4 separate regions of the Sus scrofa genome follow, and all the other regions are linked to region 2. Evidence: chromatin contacts called from public Hi-C, HiChIP or PLAC-seq and promoter capture Hi-C data. All regions are on one chromosome and are shown on one strand. The core of a region is the stretch at or near the end of the contact, and the rest is flanking DNA. Distances in the headings are between cores, read along the strand shown. Region 1 holds the start of SRSF1 (serine and arginine rich splicing factor 1). Region 2 holds the start of MRPS23 (mitochondrial ribosomal protein S23). Region 3 holds the start of DYNLL2 (dynein light chain 2, cytoplasmic). Region 4 holds the start of VEZF1 (vascular endothelial zinc finger 1).

What was found. Promoter capture Hi-C pulls out the DNA fragments that hold promoters and counts their contacts. A called contact is a pair of places that touch in the nucleus more often than the background predicts. HiChIP or PLAC-seq counts read pairs in DNA pulled down with a chosen protein or histone mark.
Region 1: a contact with region 2 is called in a Hi-C map of liver, with 4 times the contacts expected there. The contact joins the promoter of SRSF1 here to the promoter of MRPS23 in region 2. A contact is called at or near these places in 1 of 5 promoter capture datasets (fetal liver), 31 of 47 Hi-C or Micro-C datasets (alveolar macrophages, blood, brain and 14 more) and 2 of 2 datasets of contacts at active chromatin or transcription factors (alveolar macrophages and skeletal muscle).
Region 3: a contact with region 2 is called in an H3K27ac HiChIP or PLAC-seq map of alveolar macrophages. The contact joins the promoter of DYNLL2 here to the promoter of MRPS23 in region 2. A contact is called at or near these places in 2 of 5 promoter capture datasets (fetal liver and liver), 7 of 47 Hi-C or Micro-C datasets (alveolar macrophages, embryonic fibroblasts, fibroblasts and 4 more) and 2 of 2 datasets of contacts at active chromatin or transcription factors (alveolar macrophages and skeletal muscle).
Region 4: a promoter capture Hi-C map of fetal skeletal muscle shows a contact between it and region 2, with 6 times the contacts expected there. The contact joins the promoter of VEZF1 here to the promoter of MRPS23 in region 2. A contact is called at or near these places in 4 of 5 promoter capture datasets (fetal liver, fetal skeletal muscle, liver and 1 more), 34 of 47 Hi-C or Micro-C datasets (adipocytes, adipose tissue, alveolar macrophages and 18 more) and 2 of 2 datasets of contacts at active chromatin or transcription factors (alveolar macrophages and skeletal muscle).

Annotation. Positions count from the first base shown.
Region 1 is chr12:34,280,710-34,283,409 of Sscrofa11.1, reverse strand. It overlaps SRSF1 (serine and arginine rich splicing factor 1), which reads left to right and starts at 1,292. Exons shown (of 4, transcript NM_001038007.1): 1 at 1,292-1,575; 2 at 2,011-2,195; 3 at 2,542-2,700. The coding sequence starts at 1,382. LOC110256034 (a long non-coding RNA gene) reads right to left here and starts at 2,002. Exons shown (of 2, transcript XR_002337195.1): 1 at 1-2,002.
Region 2 is chr12:34,128,046-34,130,944 of Sscrofa11.1, reverse strand. It overlaps MRPS23 (mitochondrial ribosomal protein S23), which reads left to right and starts at 1,465. Exons shown (of 5, transcript NM_001243813.1): 1 at 1,465-1,542; 2 at 2,010-2,180. The coding sequence starts at 1,499.
Region 3 is chr12:34,347,024-34,349,859 of Sscrofa11.1, reverse strand. DYNLL2 (dynein light chain 2, cytoplasmic) reads right to left here and starts at 1,524. Exons shown (of 3, transcript XM_021067271.1): 1 at 1,402-1,524.
Region 4 is chr12:34,262,464-34,265,163 of Sscrofa11.1, reverse strand. VEZF1 (vascular endothelial zinc finger 1) reads left to right here and starts at 1,358. Exons shown (of 6, transcript XM_021067259.1): 1 at 1,358-1,693. The coding sequence starts at 1,637.

The DNA of each region.
Region 1 (2,700 bases), core at 43-2,542, 150 kb before region 2:
ATTTCTCCATTCAATTGCAATAACGTTTTCTGGTATCTCTGTAAACAGCATCACATCACTGGGGAGAGGGATTGATGCGAATAAATAAAAATGAAGAAAATCATCCTCTCAATCAGGGTGCAGACCTGTTTCAGCATATTTATGACAGGGTTTTTTTTTTAATTTGAATTCACCATTAATATTTTAAAATCCCAGTATTTCATATAAAAATCCAGATTTCAGATGGCTCCGTGGCAAAATGTAACAAGTTCTTATCTCCCTGGACCAACATGCTGGCGAGATGAGTCCTTAAGCCGCCACTTCGGTCTCCAGTGGTCACAGAAATCCTCACACATCCACTTTGCTCATTCATATTACCTGAGAGATTTGCTAATGAGTTCCAAAAAAGGAAGGAACGTCAGGATTCTGCAATACAAACAGGAGGGCGCGCGTCTTTTTCGTTCTTTGAAAGACGTTGTAGAAATAACAGACACAATTCATTCTGCAAACCTTCACTGGACCTCTCCGCTGCGCTGGGCCCTGGCGATAGGTGATTTAAAAAAGAAGCAGAGGTCTGGGTCCTGGTTGGCTGATGCCGCCAGGAATTACCGCCACGAGCACAAGGAGCGTTGAACTGAGGTCAGTTCTGAACCGAAGGTGGAACGGTACTTAGCGTAGAATATTTATTAAAGCGTCTCAGCCAGGTTCCCCTGCATTAGACAGTCGTCCAAGCAGTCCACGGCCCGTTCGCAGATGGGGCGGGAAGACAAAGTCACGTCTCGGCTCCGCGTTGATTCACCCGCAACGCGACTCCTGAACGAGGTGCACTCTCCAAGGATGCCCGTGTTTCCGGAGCAACCGCCTGGTCCCTCCCCCTTTGACTCCGCCCCCGGCAGTCTTTCCCGCCAAAGGCCGTTAACAGCGCAGAGCATGGTGGGACCTAGCTTTAGGCTAGGTTTCACCAAATACTTTCAAGACGCCGTTTTTTTGAGAGAAACATTCCTGAGGAAACTGCTGATTCTTTAGGATTCGACAGAGATTAATAACCCCTTTTACGAGAGCTCTATATTTAATTTTGCCACAAGGCTGGTCACTCCCTTATTAAACCCCTCGACAAATCGGGAAGGCGGGAACTTTTTTCCCTTCGCGCGGAGGGTGACGTCGCGCTTGCGCGAGCGTCACTCTCGCAGCACCCGTTACGCTCTTGCGCGTGCGTAGTGAGATCGAATAGCTGCTTCCTCCCGCTTCTCTTCCTCCCTCCCCCCCATATCCGTGCGCCGAGCTGATAAAGGCGCCATTTTGGAGGGGCCGCGGGAGACGTGGTGTCGCTGCGGGCTCGCTCTCCCGCTCGCTAGGCTTGGTGGGAAGGCCTGTTCTCGAGTCCGCGCTTTTCGTCGCCGCCATGTCGGGAGGTGGTGTGATCCGTGGCCCGGCAGGGAACAACGATTGCCGCATCTACGTGGGTAACTTACCTCCAGACATCCGAACCAAGGACATTGAGGACGTGTTCTACAAATACGGTGCTATCCGCGACATCGACCTGAAGAATCGCCGCGGAGGACCGCCCTTCGCCTTCGTTGAGTTCGAGGACCCGCGGTGAGGCGGCCAGGGGCTTGCGGCCTTGAGGAAATAGGTTGGAGTAGTTGGGGAAGGCTCCGGGGCCTTCACTTGGGGAATGGGGCGGTGGGTTCTTGGGTTGGGGGCCAGACGATATCGCCCATGCAGGAGTCGAGTAAGGAGCCGAGTCGGCGTGGCTCCTCTGGTGGCCGGGCCCCACGGACGTCCCTAGAGCCGACTCGCAGGCTCGGAGCGGGAAACTGAGGCGCCGAGGGCTGCTGGAGTGGTCGGGAGCCTGGCGTGCTTCTGGGTGGGGGAGGGGCCGTTCCTATTATGCGGCGCATGTGGGCTCTTCCACCCCGGTGCGCATGTGCGGGGGCCCGCTCGCTCCCCGGCGGAGTGAGCCGCCCCTCCTGGCCCTTTTTTTTTTTTTTTCTTCTTTTCCTTACCCCTTGGCTTTCTCTGGTCACGCAGAGACGCAGAAGACGCGGTGTATGGTCGCGACGGCTATGATTACGATGGATACCGTCTGCGGGTGGAGTTTCCTCGAAGCGGCCGTGGTACCGGCCGAGGCGGCGGCGGGGGTGGTGGCGGCGGGGCTCCCCGAGGGCGCTATGGCCCCCCATCCAGGCGTTCTGAAAACAGAGTGGTTGTCTCTGGTGAGTTGGCGGGTCCGTGCGGATTGATGATAAGGGGACCGCACACCGTTTTGAAGTTTTTCTTGGTGTTTTCATGCCAGGTCTTCACTTAAACCGGAGTGCCTTGGGTGACTTTAGTTAACAAGGACTACTCTATTTGAGACTTAGCGAATTAGGTTGCAGTACCTAGAAGATAAGAAGAGCCTTAACTTTACAAATAATTTTGGACTCTTGATTCCGAACTCTTTTAACAGCTCGTTAAACGGGATGTTAAAGACCGTTGGTTTTAAGTCTTGTTTTAATGTAACCTTTATGTTTAATGTGAAACTTAGGATAATTGGTATTGAAAGAAAACGCACTTTTTCAGGACTGCCTCCAAGTGGAAGCTGGCAGGATTTGAAGGATCACATGCGTGAAGCAGGTGATGTATGTTATGCTGATGTTTACCGAGATGGCACTGGTGTCGTGGAGTTTGTACGGAAAGAAGATATGACCTATGCAGTTCGAAAACTGGATAACACTAAGT
Region 2 (2,899 bases), core at 216-2,715:
TTCTTCTGCAGCTGGGAGGACTCTGGATGACTTGATGCTCTTTCTTGCTCACAAAGGCTCCCAGGAGATATTTTATGTGCATGTGACTCAAAACCTTGCACTGGATTAAAAAGTTCAAATAGGAATACAAACTCTTTACAGGTTAAATCTGAGGGTTACATTAAAAAAAAAAAAAGTCCCCCTTCCTCGCTTACAATCTCACTGGAGATAACCAATATTTACAGCCCTGGGCGCATTTCCACAAGGTTTCTATCCTCAAACACACACAGACACGTGTAAAAGTTTTCTTGCTTTCTTTTTGTGGCTGCAACTGCAAATGGAAGTTTCCAGGCTAGGAGTCTTAAGGAGACCTGGAGTTAACGGCCTATGCCACAGCCACGCGGTATCCAAGCCACGTCTCCGACCTACGGCCACAGCTGGTGGCAACGCTAGATAAAGTTTTAATAGGTTAGGATTCCATTGAAGACGCTTCTCTGCAACTTGCCTTTTCACCTGTCATGGGCATTCGTTTACGTAAACACATACAGATCTCGCTCGGTCATTTTAAAAGCTGCATGGCATTCCATAGACTCTATGAGCTGTAATTTTCCAGCCCTTTCCCATTAGACCGATTGTGGCAGGCATGCGGTGGTGGGGTGGGGGAGTGCACTGCAAACAACGCTGCGATGACGCTTCCTGCACAAATATCCGCGTGAAATTGTGCTTCAATGTCTACGGAGTCCTTTACCCGAAGTATGATTATTTGGCCAAATGGCAACACTGAGAGGTTACTTTCCCCAGATTTTTGAGTCCTTCCCGTCATGTGTTTGTCCCGGACACTTTCACTTTTCAAGCTCCAAGGAGGAGCTAGCCAGCGACACCTTCCGGGGAGAAAACACTCGTGCCGGCAGCATCCCTATTAGCGCGGATGCAGGTGGAGCTCCAGGGCCAAAGGGTTTAGTCCGGAGCGCTAAACAGCAGGCGGCGAAAGACGGAGGCTCGGACTCTAGGGTGACCCAGGGCAAGTGAGGTCCCTCCCTGGGCCTCGATTACTTTCGTGGTCTTTGATTCCAAACAAAATTAGGCGTAGTCTAGGCCTAGTGCTGGTGACCTCTAATGAATTCCTGGCCTAGGTGTCTTCTCCTGGACCTATCCTCCCTCCCCATCATCCTGCCTCTGCACAGCCCCATCTTCTCCAGCGGAGTCGGCTGAGCATGGCTAGAAAGGCTAAAGCAACCACGGCAATTAACCCCTATCGGTCATTTATTGCTTCTGCCCGGCTTTGGCTCGCTTCCTCCCTGGCGGCTCGGCTATCGAGTGCTCCGGTCTGAACCTGGCGTGCAGCCGAGGGCGGGTCGGTTCGGACATCTTTTACTTCTGCCTGGCTCCGCCCTCCCGTTGGGGGCCTCGCTGGTAGCACTGCGATCCGTGGCTCGGCCCGCAACTTACGCCCACTTTGCCTGCTGCGGGCGCTTCCGGTTCCGGTATCGGAAGCTGCTCGGGATCCGAGTGGTAGGGCATGGCGGGGAGCCGGCTGGAAACTGTTGGTAGCATTTTCTCACGGTGCGTGGACAAAGAGCGCCTCCCGCTTTCACGCTTTCTTGAGTGGGTCTGAGCTCTCCTGCTTCTGAGGGGTTGTGTTCAACGACGTTACCTCTTGAATCTCTTAGCTCTCTTGTTCAAGATCGCACCTCTCGCCTCCCCAAGTGGAGGTCTCCAGGAACGGGGAGGGAGGAAGGGGCTGAGAGACCTGGCCGGACTGTCTGCGCATTTTCCTTGACGGGGCGTGGTTGGGCGAGGGGGTGGGACGCACATAAGAAGATGAAAGGGTTAATTCCCGAGCACTGGTAGGTTGGTTTGGAATGTGGAACTATCCTACCCGTAGTTGGGGGACCCCCAGCTCTGCCCTCCTTCTGGTTATCTTCCGGGTTCCATAGGCTCGCCAGCGTCCCAGGCTGGGGCTACACTGATTCAGGGGCTCAGACAGGCTGTGGTCATTGACTGACCCTAGCTCTTTACTCTTCCTTAAGGACCCGGGACCTGATTCGGGCTGGAGTGTTGAAAGAGAAGCCCCTCTGGCTTGACATATATAATGCCTTCCCCCCATTAAGAGAGCCGGTTTTCCGAAGGCCTCGCTTGCGATACGGCAAAGCCAAAGCCGCTGTCCAGGACATCTTTTACCACGAGGATCGGATTAGAGCGTGAGTGCGGAAGCCCATCTGGTGGACGGGAGGCAGCAGAACTTCAGCAGGAAAGGTTTAGCCCGAAGTCTGGCAACTTAAGTAGGAATTGAGTCAGGGCTAGTTAGCCCTGTGGAGACGGTCTTGTCCATCTGGCCAGATTAGGGAATCAGTACCCTTCCCCCATGGGAGAGCAGTAGAAGTTCTGAGAAGCAGAACTTGGAGCCCAGCAATTGACTGATCATTGCAGTGGTAGCTATTTGTTTCTGCATATCTGTTTGTGACAGGCACTGTGCTAAGCCCTTAATAAATGTTATCTCATTTAGGCCTCTACGCCTGCAAGGTAGGTATCCTGTATCCTTACCCATTTTGGTCATGAGAACTATGAGGTTGACTTACTGGGCATTCACTGACAAAGCCTTTTTCTTCCAATACTGACGTTAGTTTTTAGTATATAGAATTTGTAGTTTCTTTTTCTCTAACTGTTCGCATCAGAGATTGTGCCTAATTGAAGTTAATATGTATCCCCTAGTCTCACCCCTATTCCTGGAAGTAAGAAACCAGTTTGTAAAGTTATTATATTCTCTGTTGAGGTCCAGGCACCTTTCATTTGAGGAGTTACCCCCCCCACCAGTTACCCCCTACCACCCACAGCAGAACAAGTATGTTTTGGCTCTGCTTGGAGATTGTCAGCGATATCGGGGCATTAAATACTTTTTCAGTACTTTTCTGCTTAGGTC
Region 3 (2,836 bases), core at 275-2,774, 220 kb before region 2:
CGGAGTGACTGGCGTCCTCCCTGCAGGAAGGACGCCCCAGAGGGTGGCGGCAGCGGCGGGAGGAGCCGCGTCACGCCCGAGTCCGCTCCACCGCTCTCCCCCGGCCCCGACACCAGGGGCCTCCGCGCGGCGCAGGGAGACTCCCGGGGGACTGGGGGGGGGGCACACCTCCGCAGCCCGGGGCCCCGGCCGCGCCCCCAGGGTCGCGAGGGCACAGGGTGGTGCAGCCCTGGGCGGGAGAGGTGCCGGCGGCGTCACGCCGAAACCCGCCCGGCTCCGGGCCGCCGCCCCCACCCACCGCTCACCTTCACGGGGCGAGTCCGCACCAGGCCCCGGGGGAGCAGCGATGGCCTGAGGCAGGGCGCGGGCAGGGCGGTGTACCCTCGGCTCCTCCGGCAGCAGCCGCCGCCGCCGCCGCCGCGGTCTCCGGCTCCCGCAGGCCCGGGCCGAGCGCCGCCGTCCGCCCTCGAGCTTTCCCGGCCGCCCGCGCTCCGCCTCGCGCCCGCTTGCCCGCCCGCTGGCCCCGCTCCGCGTTGACGCTTCACAGCTCCGCTCCGCTCTGCCGCTGAGCTCGCCCGACGCGCGGCCCCCCCTGAAATAGCGCCCCGCCCCCGCCCCCCCGCCGCGCGCGCCGCCGTCCGCGCTCCCCATTGGCTGCGCCCGCCCGGCCCCGCACTGCGGGCTTCTCCCCGCGCCGCTCTCGCCCCACATCTTGTTTCCTCCCACAATGCCTCGGGGCGGAGGGAGGGGGGTGGGGAGGGGGAGCGGGAAAGGGGTGGGGGAGGGAGACTTGGCCTTAAGGAGAAAAAAAAGAATACAAGACCCCCCCTACACCCGGGGCTGGAGAGGCCAGGCCTAAAAAGGCATAAAGAGGCGAAGTTCAGAGAGAGGGAAAGAGAGGGAGGGGCGTAAAGACCCCAATCCGAGGGAGAATAAAGGGAAGAGAGGGGAATGGAGAGTTCCCTCTCCATTCCTTCCCAAAACCGTGGGAAGGAAAGAACTGCCAGGCCTGCCAGTCTTACCGAGAGGTGAAGCCGTAAAGAGCCCCAGGGCTCCCCTCCCCTCACTTTCTGGGAAGGCCCCTTCCCCATCCTGCTCAGCCTTTGTTCCAGAGCCTCAAGGCCGCAGGACCCAAGTTCCCATCTGGGGCCCCAGCTGCTATTTATCTTTGAGAGCAAAGGAGGCAAGCCCTAAGCGCAGTTGTGAGAAGGGAGATTTGTCTTTGGCCCACAGGCCCCTGGAAGAGAGATGAGAGTAGCCATTTCTGGTCAGTCGGCCCCTACCAGTCTGGTTAGGCAAGACTGAAGCGTGTGGAAACAACCCTTTTGGTTTGCAGAGGTGCAAACCAAAGCACGCTCAGCTGCCAGGGGCCTTAAAATTCACCCCATCCATATTCCTCACCTTGTAAAGGACAGAAACAAGGAACAGAGAGGGCAGAGCTTTTGCCAGGTCACCAAAGGTCTGGCCTGGACTTGGCTTCTAGGCTGAAAAGTGGCCCTTTTAGGCAGCAGCCCCTCTGATGGCTGGAACAGGCTGTTTGTGGGAGTGTGTATAAAGGCCTGGGCACACTGGGGGCGGGGGATGCCTGCCCTCGGCTCCACCCCACCCCACCCACCTCCAGAGAAGAACAGGAAACAGCTGCTCTTTTCTTCCCCTGTGTTTCACAACAGTGTCTACCTAAAGGAATGGTGAGCGTCTTTATTGAGAGCCAAGCACTTGGGCCACACAGTGAGGATTCAGAAGCTTCTGATCATTCCTATCAGTTTCCCTTCGTGGTGGGGAAGTCAGACTTGTTCTGGCCCTGGCCTGCTCTGATTTGGAGCTTCGTAATTTAGTGTTCATTATGTGCTGGGGGAAAAATCTGGAAAATGATTCCTTCCCACTTCTGCTTTCTCAGCCTACTCTATCATCTTGCAGCCTCAATCAGGAGATTTCAAAAGAAATAGGCAAAGCCTGAGGGGCCCTCTCAACCAAGGGTATTCTGATGTCAGCCTCTTGTGAATGAATGGGGGGCGGGGCACACATGGGGAGAAGAAAGCTGCCTCTTAAAGGAGTTAGTGAGGTGCCCGCAATTACACAGCTGGTCAAGGGCAGTATTTGATTCCAGGCTATCTGTCCCAGTGTCTACACTTTTAGCCTTTCCACTGCCCTCCCCCTGACCGAGAGAATGTAAACCAGGGGTTGGGTGCAGTTCCTGTCGTGGCTCAGTGGTTAACGAATCCGACTAGGAACCATGAGGTTGCGGGTTCGGTCCCTGGCTTGCTCAATGGGTTAAAGATCTGGCATTGCCGTGAGCTGTGGTGTAGGTCACAGACGCTGTTTGGATCCCACATTGCTGTAGCCCTGGCCTAGGCCAGCAGCTACAGCTCCGATTAGACCCCTAGCCTGGGAACCTCCATATGTTGCAGGAACGGCCTAGAAAAGACAAAAAATAAATAAATAAACTATATCACCATTTCCTAAGCTTATCTGACTCCAAAGACCTTTCTTATCCAACTATTAACATCTCCAGGAGTTCATGTCGTGGCTCAGTGGTTAACGAACACAACTAGCATCCATGAGGACGCGGGTTTGATCCCTGGCCTTACTCAATGGGTCAAGGATCCGGCGTTGCCATCAGCTGTGGTGTAGGTCGCAGATGCAGCTCGGATCCTGCGTTGCTATGGCTCTGATGTAGGCTGCCAGCCATAGCTCCGATTGGACCCCTAGCCTGGGAACCTCCATATGCTGAGAGTGCGGCCGTGAAAAAGACAAAAAGACCAAAAAATAAAATAAAATAAAATAAAGCATATCTAGGAACTACTACTCCATGGGACACAGTTTGGGAAACGTGTGC
Region 4 (2,700 bases), core at 109-2,608, 130 kb before region 2:
ACAAAGCCATTTGCTTCAAAAAAAGTGATACTTCTGAATCCCAGCTCTTCAACAATGAGAACTGGACCGTTTTTCACTGGACATCTACTTTATGGTAGTGAGGAAAACCCTCTCCAGAGGTACTGTGAGAAGGCTCACTAGAGAAGGGTTTTCTAGATCCTGGGAAAAGATGTTCAAGAGAGTCCAGCAATATCGTCATTAGAAAAATGGTCTTCATTCAGTACTAGTTTTCATGATCCTGAAGCTTCACTCTCACCAGTTTGAAAGGCAGCAAAGTAGGAGAGGCTATACAGGGGAAGAGAAAAACTGAGGAGATGTAGTACTGAGACCTTGAAGTGAACATGTTAAGAAAGACAGGGAAGAAGCAGAGACTTGCATTTACTGAATGAAAACAAAAGAATATGCAGTGTCTAAGGTCAGAGCAAAAAGGTTTTCGCTTACCTAGTTAACTCCTTAAGTTTACATCTTAGTTCTCTCCTTATCTTATATACATATAAACTTAGGCATTTTATTTCTCTTTCCAAAAGTGACTAATGGACATTTGTAGGAGACTTAGGGGCCACTGTAGCAGCTTAGCTAAGGAATATAATCAGGAAACTATTTATTCATTTTCTGCCCCCCCACCCCACCCCACCCCCGTCTGAGGCTGACCAAGTCACCTGCTTCTGCCACTGATCCAAACACTGCAGAGCTTCTCATTCATCCCCCAGGCCTCCTGGCAGTGTCCAATAGAGAATCGCCTCTAAAAGGAACCAGACCAATGTTTTGCAGCCCCCACCCCCTGCATTCTGGTGACTGAGGGAAAGGGGTATACGTGTGTAGTGGATGGAAAGGAAACACAGACTGGCAAATTACTATACCTCCTCAGTCTCTTTTACCAATAGAATTCTGCCACCGTATTATTTTTATTGTGTCTGTATGGGGGAAGTCAGAGATGGTGACCTCGATTAGAATGTGACTTAAGAGGAATAAATGGAGCGGATGAGATAAGAGTCAGTTACGAAAGATGTTGAAGCCTTGAAATAATGTGACCATCTGAAGGATTTTTTAAAACCAGAGTTAATAAAAATATCATTGATAGTCTGCCCCCTCATTTCCCGCCACAGGAGACTTCTTGGACTGGAGGCACTTGTATAATAATAGCTTGTTTCTAATATTCCCAGTAGCTACCTCTATGTGAGGAATGGATAGAAAATGTTCAGGGCATCATCATACAAAGTTCCAGTAGCAGTGACGCCTACACGGAAGACTTGGAACTGCAAACAGGCTAGGGTCACCTCAGTGACATCTGACGCTGTCCAACCAGAAGTTCGATTTTTGTTTTGGGGGGTGAGGGCGCGGACTGTACTAAAAGACTGAAATAATTTGCCTATACTTTAAGAAAAAAAAATTTTTTTTTGGCGGGAGAGGGGGTGTTTGGTAGAATTTCACATCATATCTGGAGTTAAAGGGAAGATGGGGACGCTCAGCCCTTCACCCAAGAATAACCCAGCAATGACACCTCTACGCGTGGGAAGTGTCTCCCTCCGCCCAGGGAAGATCTGTGGCTGCACCCCAGTGGGATTCCCTGCTTGAGTTGGAAGGCCACTCAGAGTTAGATGCGTATCCTAGCAAGAGTGCGGAAGGTTTCGCTGAGATGAAATACCAGAGTGGAGAGACTCTCCAAGTCGAAGGGGCTTCCCCCAGTTTGGAGGTAGGGGCTGTGCTGCGCAAAAAAGGGCCTGACGAGCCAGGTGACCGCCGCCGTCTGTGCCTTCCCCTGAGGGTCTGATAGGGAAGCGATGCTGCTGGGCATCGGGTTTGAGTCACGAGAGCCGGCCCAGCCTTCCCCAGCGAGCCAGCGCCAGACCCTGGCGTCCTCCATCTTCTCTCCTGAGCTCCCCCTGTTCCAGCTGCCTGAGCCACGGACCGCAGCACCACACACCCCCGCGGGGGGGACGCCGCGCCCCATCCCCGCCCCCCGCCCCACCCCAGCCCCCCCGCGGGGGCCCTGACCCCACCGCCGGCGGGCCCTGGCTGAGCTCCGAGACGGCGAGCCGGCCGCGGGAACGCCCGGGAGGGGTCCGGGCCGCTGGGGGCGGCGGCGGCCGGGTCGGGGCTCCCCCCCGCCCGCGCTCGCCGCGGCGGTGGTGCGTCCCGGAGGTTACCGGAAGTGGCCGCGCTCGGCGCTGCCATGTTGAGGAGCCGCCGCTGCCGCTGCCGCCGCCGCCGCCGCCGCCGCTTTGTTGTCGCCTCCTCCGGCTGAGGAGGCTCCCCGAGCGGGGGGAGTGGGGAGGAGGGGGGTCGGCCGCCGCAGCCATGGAGGCCAACTGGACCGCGTTCCTGTTCCAGGTACTGGGGCCCCCCCGGGGGGGCACGGGGGGACAGGGGGGCCGGGCCCCGGGCTGGCGGACGGGCGCTCCTCCTCCCCTCCCTCCCGGCTCCGCTCTCCGGCCCGGCCTTAATCCCCCTTTGTTTTTCCGCCCGCCCGCCCCGGCGGAGCGGGGCTGCTGAGGTGAAAGGAGGCGGCCTCACGGGGTGCGGGGAAGAGAGCAGGCCTCGGGGTGAACCCCGGGCCCCCCCAGCACACACACGCACACACCCTTTCCTCCCGCCCTGAAGGGGAAGGGAGGAGGCCGGTCGCTGTCACCACTCGCGGCCCAGAGAAAGGAGGGCGCCGGGCCGCTGGATAGCGCGGTCCACTCGGCCACGGCGCGCCGG